Linked DNA regions of Sus scrofa: all the other regions are linked to region 2. Evidence: chromatin contacts called from public HiChIP or PLAC-seq data. All regions are on one chromosome and are shown on one strand. Each heading gives the region's core, a stretch centred on a gene start, on an enhancer-like site or on the middle of the called end of the contact. The rest is flanking DNA. Distances are from core to core; before and after follow the strand shown. Region 1 overlaps ZMYND8 (protein kinase C-binding protein 1). Region 2 has its middle 34 kb from the start of ZMYND8. Region 3 overlaps NCOA3 (nuclear receptor coactivator 3). Region 4 overlaps NCOA3 (nuclear receptor coactivator 3).

Region 1 (3,092 bases), core at 301-2,800, 130 kb after region 2:
TGTAGCCACCGGCCTACGCCAGAGCCACAGCAACGTGGGATCCAAGCCGCGTCTGCAACCTACACCACAGCTCCCGGCAACGCCGGATCGTTAACCCACTGAGCAAGGGCAGGGACCGAACCCGCAACCTCATGGTTCCTAGTCGGATTCGTTAACCATTGCGCCACGTCGGGAACTCCCAGAAATCTAGATTTTTATGTGAATTTTTTTTAGTTTCTAAGAATTGACTATCAATTTCATTAAATAGAAAAGGTCTCTTTGTGTCAAACAAATACAACCCATGATATAAAACTCAGTCCATGGGTTACCCGTTGGATACTTCACTACTCTTCGGATACGTTTTGTTTCAAAAAGGAGCGAAGAAGGTCTGGCTTGCTAACTCATCAGGCCCTCATTTGCTGTCTTGGGCCTCTTGTCTCTGCTCTAAAATAGGAGCTGAGCCCCGTGGATGGTTCCAGCCCCCTTCTGTGCCTCTGCTTATTTTAAGTCCTAAATAAGGATGAGTTTGTGGCGAGAGTGGAAGGCCTGATTCTTTCCTCTTTTCCTAATTCCCCCAGACTCCTGTTTCTCTCTCCGGGAATCCTGTCTCCTCTTCTCTCACACACACTATTTGCTGTGGGCTCAGCAGACACAGATGTTCAGTCATCCAGCTAGTGACCAAGATGTGCATTGAGGCTTGTCAGAGATGCCCGCAGTGGAGAAAGTCTTTCTGCCTTTTTTTTGTCCTGCTGTCACCCCTACAGCATATGAAAGTTTCCAGGCTAGGGGTCGAATCAGAGCTATAGCTGCCAGCCTACACCACAGCCAGAGCAATGTGGGATCTAAGCTGCATCTTCGACCCACACCGCAGCTCATGGCATCACCAGATCCTGAACCCACTGAGCAAGGCCAGGGATCGAACCGCATCCTCATGGATACTAGTTGGGTTTGTTACTGCCAAGCCGTAAGGGAAACTCCCTGGACACTTTTTATTATCCCCACTGGGACGTGGTGTCACTGGCATCTAGTGGGTGGGGCCAGGGTCGATGGCTCCTGGCCCCCCACCTCCTACTCCACACAACAGAGCTTACCCAGCTCTCAATGTCAACGCTGAGAAAAAACCCCAAGAACATAGGGATTTGTATCTCTATTCCCTTTCCTTCTTTTCTCCGCCACCCCGAGGCTAATGTCCTTTACTGGATCTTTTCTTTTCAGTAAGAGGATGGGCTTTCCACATCACCGCATAGGGAGCCCTGCCGCCGTGTTATTTTAGCAGCTGTATTTTATGCCCTTTAAAGGTGGGGTGTAACTTACTTATCCAGGCGCCTTATTTATGGAGCCTCAGTGGTTTTCCATTTTCTGCTGTTGGAAACAGCTGCCGTGAAGACCCTTCTGCCCACGTCAGGGGGAATCCACAGGATACATTCCTGGAAGTGGAGCGAGGGGTCAGAGGCCACGAGCTGTTGACATTTCGAGAGATGGGCCAAGTGGCTCTCTAAAGGGTGGTTCTGATTTATGCTCCCTCCAGCAATGTGAGATCGTGCCTCTAGCGTGGGTTATTTTATTTTTTTTTAATCCCTGGTTTCCATTTATAGCCTAAGCTGTCTTCATATCAGCTGAAAAGTTCACAGTGTTGGCAGCCTGGGTGGATTCTGCAGATATTCCCGATATAGAAGGGCAGGGCTGGGAGGAGTCCTGATAAGCTAGCAGGCGCTGAAGGAGACTGCGGAGCAGAGCTAAAACTTGGAGAAAGATAATTACCTTTGGCTAAAGTCCTGAGGGTCCGCTTCTTGGGACCTGATCACAGCCCCCTCCCTGGCGTTTGGTGCTTTCTTGTTAGAATAAACATTACCTTAAGTAGCTCATTGATCTGAGAACCTCATTGATCTGAGAACCGTTACGCAATTATTCTAGGAGCGTAGATTTGTTTTTGTGAACCCCCGGTTTAGATACACAAGGGTTAAGGCAAATCGTAGAGTTTTCTTTACCCACAGACAAGATTGGTCCAGTGCAGGGGGGCTCTCCACTCTACCTGCCAGTTAGAATCACCCGGGAAACTTTTATTTATTTATTTATTTTTTGCCGTTTCTACATTTTCTTTTTTTCTTTTCTTCTTCTTCTTCTTTTTTTTTTTTTTTTTTTTAGGGCCGCTCCTGAGGCATATGGAGATTCCCAGGCTAGGGGTCTAATCGGAGCTGTAGCTGCCAGCCTACGCCAGAGCCACAGCAATGCGGGATCCGAGCGGCATCTGCGACCTATACCGCAGCTCACGGCAACGCCGGATCGTTAACCCACTGAGCAAGGGCAGGGATCGAACCCGCAACCTCATGGTTCCTAGTCGGATTCGTTAACCACTGCGCCCCCATCTGGGAAACTTTTAAGTGGCCAACGCCTAGGCCTTCCCCCAGGCCACCGAATTCAGTTACTAGGGGTGGGGCTGAGGCATCAGGATTTTTTAAAGCTCTCATCTCAGTCTGCAGCCAAGGTTAGCAGTCCCTGGACTAGTACAGGAGCTGGGGACGTTTACCACCTGTGGACCAAGGCTGGCCCCCTCACTTGTGTTTGGAAATAAAGTTTTATTGGAACACAGCCACATCCATTTATTTAACACATCCTCTTTTGGCTGTTTTTGCAGCAGAGCCTTTGTACCTGCAGAGCCTGATTTACTCTCTGGCCCTTTATGGAAAGAGGTTGCTGACCCCTGGTATGGTTGGTGACGTTTTCACTGTGAAATCTGCTAACTGCGTAAAAATGTTAGGAGGACCCAGCGTCTTCCGGTCACTCGGGCAGCGCCCTCCCTCCTGCTTAACCCCCTTCATGGAAAGTATTTTTGCGAGAGACTTCTTTTCCAACTTTATGCTTTTTCCTTCGGGAATGCAGTGTGTCTCTTCATTCCTGAGAGCAGAAATGACAAGCCGGGCCTCCTGTCTTTCCCTTTGCTGTCACATTCACAGCTCAGCTGTTGAAGCCCCACATCCTGCTCATCTTGCTGTTTAATAAATCATCCTTTTTTTCTTTCTCTGTTTCCTAGTCCTCCTTCTCCCTTTTCTGCTGTTTTATCCCCGTTTTCTCTCTTGTCTTTGTAAGATGCTTCTCCAGGAAAACGGAATCAA
Region 2 (2,847 bases), core at 223-2,722:
ATGGAATGAACTGAATAATATTTTCCATGTTCCTAACGGGGGCCCAAGAATGCCAGTGACTCAGAAACCCAGAGCGCCCCGCCAGGGGAGCAGAACGCGGCTCTCCAGACAGACACCAGGGGGCGCCATTCCTCCACGGAGCTCAGCGCCCACCGCTCTGCTAACAGCTGAATCAAGTAAGAGGCTTTTACCTATTATAGCCTTGGGTGTGCTGGGCGGATTTCAGGGTGAGCTGCAGCAGCTGGAGGGAGAGCTTGTTTTGATGCCTCGAAAGAAATTGACCGCACAGGATTTCTCCTGCCTTTAATGACATGGGCCAGGGCTCAAACGCAGACCTTAGCAACTTTCTGGCTGTGTCACCCTGGCCAAGTCACTTCACATGTGGGAGCCTGGTTTATCTCCTCCATAAAATACTGATAATCATGGGACCCCATTGCTGTAAGGATGCAGTGCGATACAATTTGCAGGTGCTGATCTGCAGTGGGAGATGGTGACCTGATCAGGAGTTGTTCCTTATCCTGGTAATCGGCTCAGAGCAAGGATTCTCAAACTGCGTTCCCTGGATCAGCAGCAGCACCTGAGGGCTTGCTAGAAATGCAGATTCACAGTCCCAACCCAGATCTTTTGTTTCCTTTATGGGGTAGGTCTTTTGGTGTTTAATAAACCCTCTGGATGATTCTGATAGTACTCGAGTCAGCTCTGAAAGGTAAAGAGATTTCCCCTAAAATCACAGCTATTTGATTGCATTGGAAAAAAAAAAATTGTTTCATTGACTTTATTTTTTCTTTTTAGGGCCACACCTGCAGCATATGGCAATTCCCAGGCTAGGTATGGAATTGGAGCTGCAGCTGCCAGCTTAACATCACAGCCACAGCAACGCCAGATCAGAGCGACATCTGCGACCTACACCACAGCTCAGGGCGACACCGGATCCTTAACCTACGGACCAAGGCCAGGGATTGAACCCACATCCTCATGGATCCTAGTCAGGTTCATTAACCACTGAGCCACAAAGGGAACTCCATAACTTGCTATTTATAATAAAGCCTCCCTCTCTGGGTAGTGAAGAAAGTGCTGGGGTCAGAGGGAGACCTGGGTTCAGAGCCTGGTTTCCTCATCAGTAGAATCAGAATTGCGATACAGGCTTCCACGAATAAGGAAGAAACTAGAGAAACTCCAGGAAGCTCCTGGCCTGGCCTTGGCCCAGGGAAGAGTTGATTAAAGGGCGGCAAACAGTTAAGCACTTGCAGTTTGCAAAGCACCACCTCACCCAATCCTCACCATGCTCCCCACTTGACTGCTGAAGACGACTCTCGGGGACATTACATGTCATAGGGCCTGGCCACGTCCTGGTCAGTCTCAGAGCCAGGACTCAGTAGCCCTGGAAGAAAAGAGGGCCGGGCCTAGGGTGGAGCAAGGAGGCACCCAGCATGCAGCTTTTAAGGAGGCGCTGACACTCAGGGTTATGGGAGGGCTGAGCGGGCGCCTGAGAGCCGGTGCCTCCTTAAATCTGGGGCCTTGGGCCTCTCTGGCCTCCCCTGGGTCCCAGCCCTGCTCCAGAGGCTGCCTTCTCTGTCGCTAGGGTACCTCTCACTCAGAATGAAAGACTGAGGGGGGCAGGAGTGGGTGGCCAGGCCAGGGCGAAGGCAGCCTTGTTAAAACGCCTACATTTTGTTACAGCAACAGACTTTTCTTCCCCTTAAGCAGAGAACATATTAATATATGAAAATAGAAATGCATATCAGGAAGGTGAGTTAATGATTAATAAGCAATGTACGGTGGGCTCCCAGTGTAGTCACTGCTAGAAATTTCAATTTGGGGAGTTCCCATTGTGGCGCAGTGGTTAACGAATCCGACTAGGAGCCATGAGGTTGCAGGTTTGATCCCTGGCATCGCTCAGTGGGTTAAGGGTCCAGCGTTGCCGTGAGCTGTGGTGTAGGTTGCAGTCGCAGCTTGGATCCTACGTTGCTGTGGCTGTGGTGTAGGCAGGCAACTGTAGCTCCGATTAGACCCCTAGCCTGGGAACCTCCATATGCCATGGGTTCGGCCCTAGAAAAAAACAAAAGACAAAAAAAAAAAAAAAAAATGCAGATTAATTCGGAGAACTCACATGCAGGTTGAGTGGCCAAAAAAATAAAATAAAATAACAACAGAAACAAAACAAAATAAAACAACTGAACTGGTACAATCCCAGACAAACTGGGAGGAGCTGGTCACCCCAGGAGCTTTCTTATAGAAGGTGTGATTCTAGCAATTAAAGGTGCATATTTACATAGAATTTACCGATAAACAACTGCTTCTTCTAGAATACAAAGAAACAGTTTGTTTGTTCTAGTGGAGGAAGGGGAGCTGGCACGTTTGGACCAATGGACAGATAGCACAGACTGGCAATTTTACAGCATATGACCTATGGTGACTATGCTACATCAGCATCGCCTTGCCCATGGATGCTTTCTTCTCTATCAGGCAATGGATTCCTTAGTGTAAAAGGTAGATCTCTTTTATTTGTTTGTTTTCTTTCTCTTTTTTTTTTTTAGGGCCGCACCCACAGCGTATGGAAGTTCCCAGGCTAGGAGTCAAATTGGAGCTGCAGCTGCCAGCCTATACCACAGCCACAGCAATGTCAGACCCAAGCCGAGACTGCAATCTACGCTACAGCTCACAGCAATGCCAGATCCTTAACCCAGTGAGCGAGGCCAGGGATCAAACCTGTATCCTCATGGATACTAGTTGGGTTCATTACTGATGAGCCACGATGGGAACTCCTAAAATATAGATTTCTAATCAAAGGAATTCCAATGTTAGCTTTTGACTCCTCAAAATAATGACCAAAAGAGCCCTGTTGTT
Region 3 (2,882 bases), core at 310-2,809, 170 kb before region 2:
TATAGAGTTTTAGTCTAGGGAAATGAAAACATTCTGGAGATGGATGATGGTGATGGTCACACAAAGTGAGAATGTAGTTAATGCCACTGAAATGGACACTTAAAAATGATCAGAATAAGTTTAATGTTCTATAAATTTTATAATTTTGAAAAATGAATCATACAGAATTATTTCCAGGAGATTATTAGTAAGTGCAAAGAGCAAAGTGCAAAAGAATATATACAGTATGCTACCTTTTGTGTAAACAAACAAAAAAAATAAAATTTACATGTATCTGCTTGTCATGACAAAAAGAAACACAGGCATTAAGAATCCAACACAGGTGTTCCCTTGCGACGTGGTGGAAACGAATCTGACTGGCACTCATGAGGATGCAGGTTCGATCCTCGGCCTCACTCAGTGGGTTAAGGATCCACTGTTGCCGTGAGCTGTGGTGTAGGTTGCAGATGTAGCTCAGATCTGGTGTTGCTAGGGCTGTGGTGCAGGCCGGCAGCTACAGCTCTGATTCGACCCCTAGCTTTGGAACCTCCATATGCCACATGTGTGGCCCTAAAAAGCAAAAAAACAAAATAACTCTAGTCACTTGTGATGAAACATGATGGAGGATAATGTGAGAAAAAGAATGTGTATGTATGTATGACTGGGTCACTTTGCTGTACAGCAGAAATTGACAGTACACTGTAAATCAACTATCTAAAAAAAAAAAAAAAGAACCCAACACAGTGTCCTAAGGATTCGGGTTCGGTCCCTGGCCTCACTCAGTGGGTTAAGGATCTGGCATTGCCACAAGCTGCAGCGTAGGTCACAGATGTGGCCCAGATCTGTGTTGCTGTGGCTGTGGTGCAGGCCGGCAGCTGTAGCTCCCATTTGACCCCTTGCCTGGGAACTTCCTTATGCTGCAGATGCAGCCATAAAAAGAAAAGGAACGGTTCCTGTCATGTCTCAGCAATAACAAACCCAACTAGCATCCATGAGGACGAGGGTCTGATCCTTGGCCCCACTCAGTGGGTTAACGGATCTGGCGCTGCTGTGGCGCAGGCCAGCAGCCAGAATCAGCAGCTCTGATTCGACCTCTAGCTGGGGAACTTTCACATACCACAGGCACAGCCCTAAAAAGACGGACAGATGGAAGGAAGGAAGGAAGGATGGAAGGAAGGAAGGAAAAAGAGAGAGAGAGGGAGGGAGAGAAAAAAAAGGAACCACTTCAGAAAACATTGAAAGGTGATTACTCCTAAGAAATGGGGGGAAATGTGATGGAAGGGATACAGAAGAGAATGTGCATCTTTTTTATATTTTGCTTTTGAAAACATGTTCATATTCTACATAAATCAAAAATAAAACCAATCAGAATGGGAAAGGGCATTTTTTTTAAAAAAGCTGAAACTCAAGCATATAAATAAATAAACCTAATTTCATTTCTAGCAAATATCCTAGCTACATCATGCAGAAAGTAAGGGTGGGAAATAAAATGGGGAGGAAAGGGATGGTAGGAGGAGGGAAGGCTAATTTAAGTAATTTAAGAATACAGTACTTCCTCTCAGGCTTTGGCAGGATGGTTACAGGAAGTGGCGCACTAAACACAAATTACTGTAATGAAATGAGCAAAGCAATTCTGAAATTATTTTAGTAGACGTATTATAGAATAGTGGAAACAAAGAAACTTGAAGTGAAACCAGACATATTGACATAAACTCATGATGTCTAAACTACATAAATGTACGTTGCCATGAACATTTGTGATGTACAAGTATGTTTCTGTACATGCGCATGTATGTACATGTATAAACAAGCATCTATTTCCTAGTTCTGTCCACTGAAAGGGCTAAGAGACAACTCAATAGCAATGAGAGCACCTACCCCCAGAGATCTTGGTCTCTCAGACTACTCCCCACAAAGGCACAAGCACATGATTAAAGGATTTCCACTGTACAAATCTAAGATAATTTGAGCATCGAAATAATTGAGTAATGAAATGCAAACAATTCAAAACATAGGAATTCATGGCCTATACCAATAGACAGGGCTCTTGAAGAATGTTAAAAGCGAAAGGGTTATATGTGTAGGGGATGCTGGAATGAGAACATGAACATTTTGGAACCATTACAGTAAAAAATTAGATTAAGAATCATCAATAAATGCTAAATTTAAGACAAAATGTGATGAGAATCATGGTAGTATCACTGTCTTCCCAAAGATTGCTTACTGCTTGCAAAAGGGAAAAAAAAAAAAAAACTATGCAGTGAAGAAATCTGGCAACACTTCGTCCAAGTAATAAAAACTAACATCCCAAGAGTTCCTGCCATGGCGCAATGGGATCAGCAGTGCTGGGACGCAGTTTTGACACCTTCCCCCCACCCCCACCCCCTCCTCAGCCCTGGCACAGTGGGTTAAGGATCTGCTGCTTAAGTCGCAACTTAGGGCTTGGGTCTGACCCCTGGCGTGGGAACCAGGTGGCCAAAAAAGGGAAAAAAAAATAACATCCCAATGAGGGAAAGAAGTGCCTACAGAAGTTGTGTACCTTTCTCAGGGTATCACATCACCTATGCAGTATCCAGCCAAGAACACAGAACCTCATTTTCACTGCAGCAATTCTTCAAACATAAAATTAAGAACATTCTATTAAGGGAATGGAAGAGTTGAGTTCTTCAAAAATGTCAATGTCATAAAAGACAAAGAAAGGCTGTGGAAATATTCCAGGAAAACGAAGGCTAAAAAAAAAAAAAAAAATACTAACTACATGGAATACCTGACCCTAGACTAGATTCTGTTACAGGAAGCAAGGAAAACGTTATGAGAGATTTTTATTAAGTCAACTGACAAAACTGGAAGATGGACAACAGATTCATATTGATGTCCACTTATAAAGTTGATAACTATACAAT
Region 4 (2,780 bases), core at 157-2,656, 200 kb before region 2:
TGTTCAGCAACACCAATTTTCTGCTCCCGTTTGAAAAGCAAGTAGTTACAAATATCACATACGGCAACAGATTTTAAAGATTCAGACAAATAAATGAGCCAGAACTATTCAGGCTATCCTCAACTTACAAATAGTTGACTAGAATTCAAAACATTCTCCCAGTGAAATAGTGACATGAGTGGCAGGTAGTAGCTAACGTGAGGCCATGAAAATAGGATCAAACTATCTCCATAGAAGTCTGTGTCTTAAGATACCCAGGTATAATCAGAGAATAAGTAGGTACCTTTTAGAAGATTCTGAAGAGGTTATCCAAGTACCTTCAAAGGACTACGTAAAAGCACACAGTGCTGGTTCTTTTTCATGGTCTCTCTTTATTTCGAGTTCGTGGTTTCATTTTTCTTTGATAGATATAAATGTCTCTATATCAAAAGTATTATTTATACTTAAGAATGTCTGTTGGCACATAATGAAAATATGAGCAGTAAAGAAAAAAAAGAGGAGAGAGAGTGTTTAGACCCCTTGAGGTAAGCAATAAAGCTCTGGACTAAGATAAGCGGTCAGAGTTAGAAGGGTGTGTGCACAGAAATAAAATCTGATATAACTTTAATTAATAAGCAAAGAAGATATAAAGGAGAGATGATCACAGCCTGTGCCCTATTCTCCCCTAATCCATTCTTTCTGACTCAGAGAAGATACTTTAAGAAATGTTGGAGTTCCCGTCGTGGCGCAGTGGTTAACGAATCCGACTAGGAACCATGAGGCTGTGGGTTCGGTCCCTGCCCTTGCTCAGTGGGTTAACGATCTGGTGTTGCCGTGAGCTGTGGTGTAGGTGGCAGACGAGGCTCGGATCCTGCGTTGCTGTGGCTCTGGCGTAGGCCGGTGGCTACAGCTCCGATTCAACCCCTAGCCTGGGAACCTCCATATGCCGCGGGAGCGGCCCAAGAAATAGCAACAATAACAACAACAACAACAACAACAACAAAAGACAAAAAAAAAAAAAAAGAAATGTTAAAACTTAAGAGCTCAAACTACTGCCTTTGGAATGGATAAGCAATGAGATCTTGCTATATAGCACTGGGAACTATATCTAGTCACTTATGATGGAGCATGATAATGTGAGAAAAAAGAATGTATGTATGTATGTGTGACTGGGTCACCTTGCTATACAGGAGAAAACTGACAGCACACTGTAAACCAGCTATAATGGAAAAAATAAAAATCATTATAAAATAAAAAAATAAATGAAATAAAACTTAAGAGCTGATATCATTAGCCACATGGTAATTCAATGGCTGAGAATAGCAAAGATGCTATAGGAAGTAGCACTAATCAAGCAGTGCATGATACATGCAATAGTCACCATGGGTCAACTACAAGACAGATATTCCTAATATGGAGTGCCTGCGCAGTTAAAAACAAAAAAACAAACCTTGAACAAGACACTTCCTCCTACAGTACTCAAGCTGGCCCTGCCCACCAATATCAAAAACATAAAGAAGCTACCCTGCAACAGTAACATCTCAAAAACTAACAATGTGGAAATGTGAAGCTGATAAAACACTTCAAATTAATTTTAGAAAGAAAAGGTATTGAAGGTAGAAAGAGAGAATAAGATATACCAAGGGAAAAGCATATCTTAGCTGGATTCCCTTCCCTAAAAGCAAAGAGGTGGGAGCAGATGATCTCTAAGTCTAGCAACACGACATGGCTGGCCTGACTCATGAGACTTCCTGGATGGGTCACCATCTAGACTACACGTTAGTCTGTGCTCAGTCCTTGCTGCTTCCAGTGCCTTTTTTCTTTTTCTGACCTCACAGCTTATTACTCTTCAGTGATTATAATTCCATCCTAGCCTAAATAACCTTAAATTCAAAAGAAGCTTTTTGAAAAATAATGCTTCTATATCCCCAAAAGTTGTATGTCTGATGAAAGATATATACTCTTCAAATCAATCTCCAAAAGGCACTACTGATTTCATGGACGACAATAATACAAATAACAAATGAGAGCAGGTACAGCAAAGTCCATGAAGAAAGTAAGAATGCACTCCTAAGATCATTTACCTGTCAAGGTTGTGTAGCACTGGTAGCAATGTCAAATATCAAAATCCAAACTAACTACAACTGCCTCCTTAGTCCCCTCCAAAACAGAGCTGCTATGCTACACGGAGCGAAAACTCTGTGCCTCTAGGTCAAGACTGTTCAAGGGAAGAAGTCTGCCGCAAGCAAGAATATAAACTACTGAGGAATCGGATGAAAAGATCCCTCAATCTAAATAAGACGTAGCTTGGTTTTGTTTTTTTTTTTTTTTGTTCAAAGGTCAGTTTGATGACTCATGACTTTAAAGAGCTTCTCTGTGTACTTCATAAAACCTGCCTATGCCTGTGGAGTAAATGAAGCTGGGAGCACCTCATTACCGTTAGAGAACATTTGAGGCAAAAAAAATAATTATGAACTCTTATAAAACCATTCATACAACTAAACTGGCTCAAATCAAAACCCACTTCGCCAAGTGTATTAAGAATGGTCAATAAGTACTAGGGGTGTAATATACAATATGACTATAACCCTGCTGCATGATAAAAAGGAAAGTTGTTAAAAGAGTAAATCCTTCAATTAAAAAAAAACTTTTAAGGCAAAAAAGTCAATCCTAAGAGTTCTCATCACAAGGAGGAAACTTTTTCTTCTTTCCTTTTTACTGTATTTGTATGAAATGACATGTTAGCTGAACCTGTTGTGGCAATCATTTTACAATATATGTAAAAGCATCACGGCACACCC

Evidence for each region. HiChIP or PLAC-seq counts read pairs in DNA pulled down with a chosen protein or histone mark.
Region 1: a contact with region 2 is called in an H3K27ac HiChIP or PLAC-seq map of skeletal muscle. The contact joins two enhancer-like sites. A contact is called at or near these places in 2 of 5 promoter capture datasets (fetal liver and liver), 11 of 47 Hi-C or Micro-C datasets (alveolar macrophages, blood, brain and 7 more) and 2 of 2 datasets of contacts at active chromatin or transcription factors (alveolar macrophages and skeletal muscle).
Region 3: an H3K27ac HiChIP or PLAC-seq map of alveolar macrophages shows a contact between it and region 2. The contact joins two enhancer-like sites.
Region 4: a contact with region 2 is called in an H3K27ac HiChIP or PLAC-seq map of alveolar macrophages. The contact joins two enhancer-like sites. A contact is called at or near these places in 1 of 5 promoter capture datasets (liver), 16 of 47 Hi-C or Micro-C datasets (alveolar macrophages, brain, embryonic fibroblasts and 9 more) and 2 of 2 datasets of contacts at active chromatin or transcription factors (alveolar macrophages and skeletal muscle).

What each region holds. Positions count from the first base shown.
Region 1 is chr17:49,291,264-49,294,355 of Sscrofa11.1, reverse strand. The region is part of intron 14 of ZMYND8 (protein kinase C-binding protein 1); the gene reads left to right. Among named protein-coding and RNA genes, the nearest start is that of ZMYND8, 98 kb to the left of the region's middle. Within about 2 kb of position 1,550, at least 13 of the 83 cell types and tissues checked have an H3K27ac peak or open chromatin away from gene starts, as enhancers often do. A contact at or near this core is called in fetal liver, liver and skeletal muscle, where this site is marked.
Region 2 is chr17:49,422,981-49,425,827 of Sscrofa11.1, reverse strand. No RefSeq gene overlaps it. Among named protein-coding and RNA genes, the nearest start is that of ZMYND8, 34 kb to the right of the region's middle. Within about 2 kb of position 1,472, at least 57 of the 83 cell types and tissues checked have an H3K27ac peak or open chromatin away from gene starts, as enhancers often do. A contact at or near this core is called in alveolar macrophages, fetal liver, liver and 1 more, where this site is marked.
Region 3 is chr17:49,597,873-49,600,754 of Sscrofa11.1, reverse strand. All of the region lies in intron 2 of NCOA3 (nuclear receptor coactivator 3), which reads right to left. Among named protein-coding and RNA genes, the nearest start is that of NCOA3, 71 kb to the right of the region's middle. Within about 2 kb of position 1,559, at least 10 of the 83 cell types and tissues checked have an H3K27ac peak or open chromatin away from gene starts, as enhancers often do. A contact at or near this core is called in alveolar macrophages, where this site is marked.
Region 4 is chr17:49,624,092-49,626,871 of Sscrofa11.1, reverse strand. The region is part of intron 2 of NCOA3 (nuclear receptor coactivator 3); the gene reads right to left. Among named protein-coding and RNA genes, the nearest start is that of NCOA3, 97 kb to the right of the region's middle. Within about 2 kb of position 1,406, at least 18 of the 83 cell types and tissues checked have an H3K27ac peak or open chromatin away from gene starts, as enhancers often do. A contact at or near this core is called in alveolar macrophages, where this site is marked.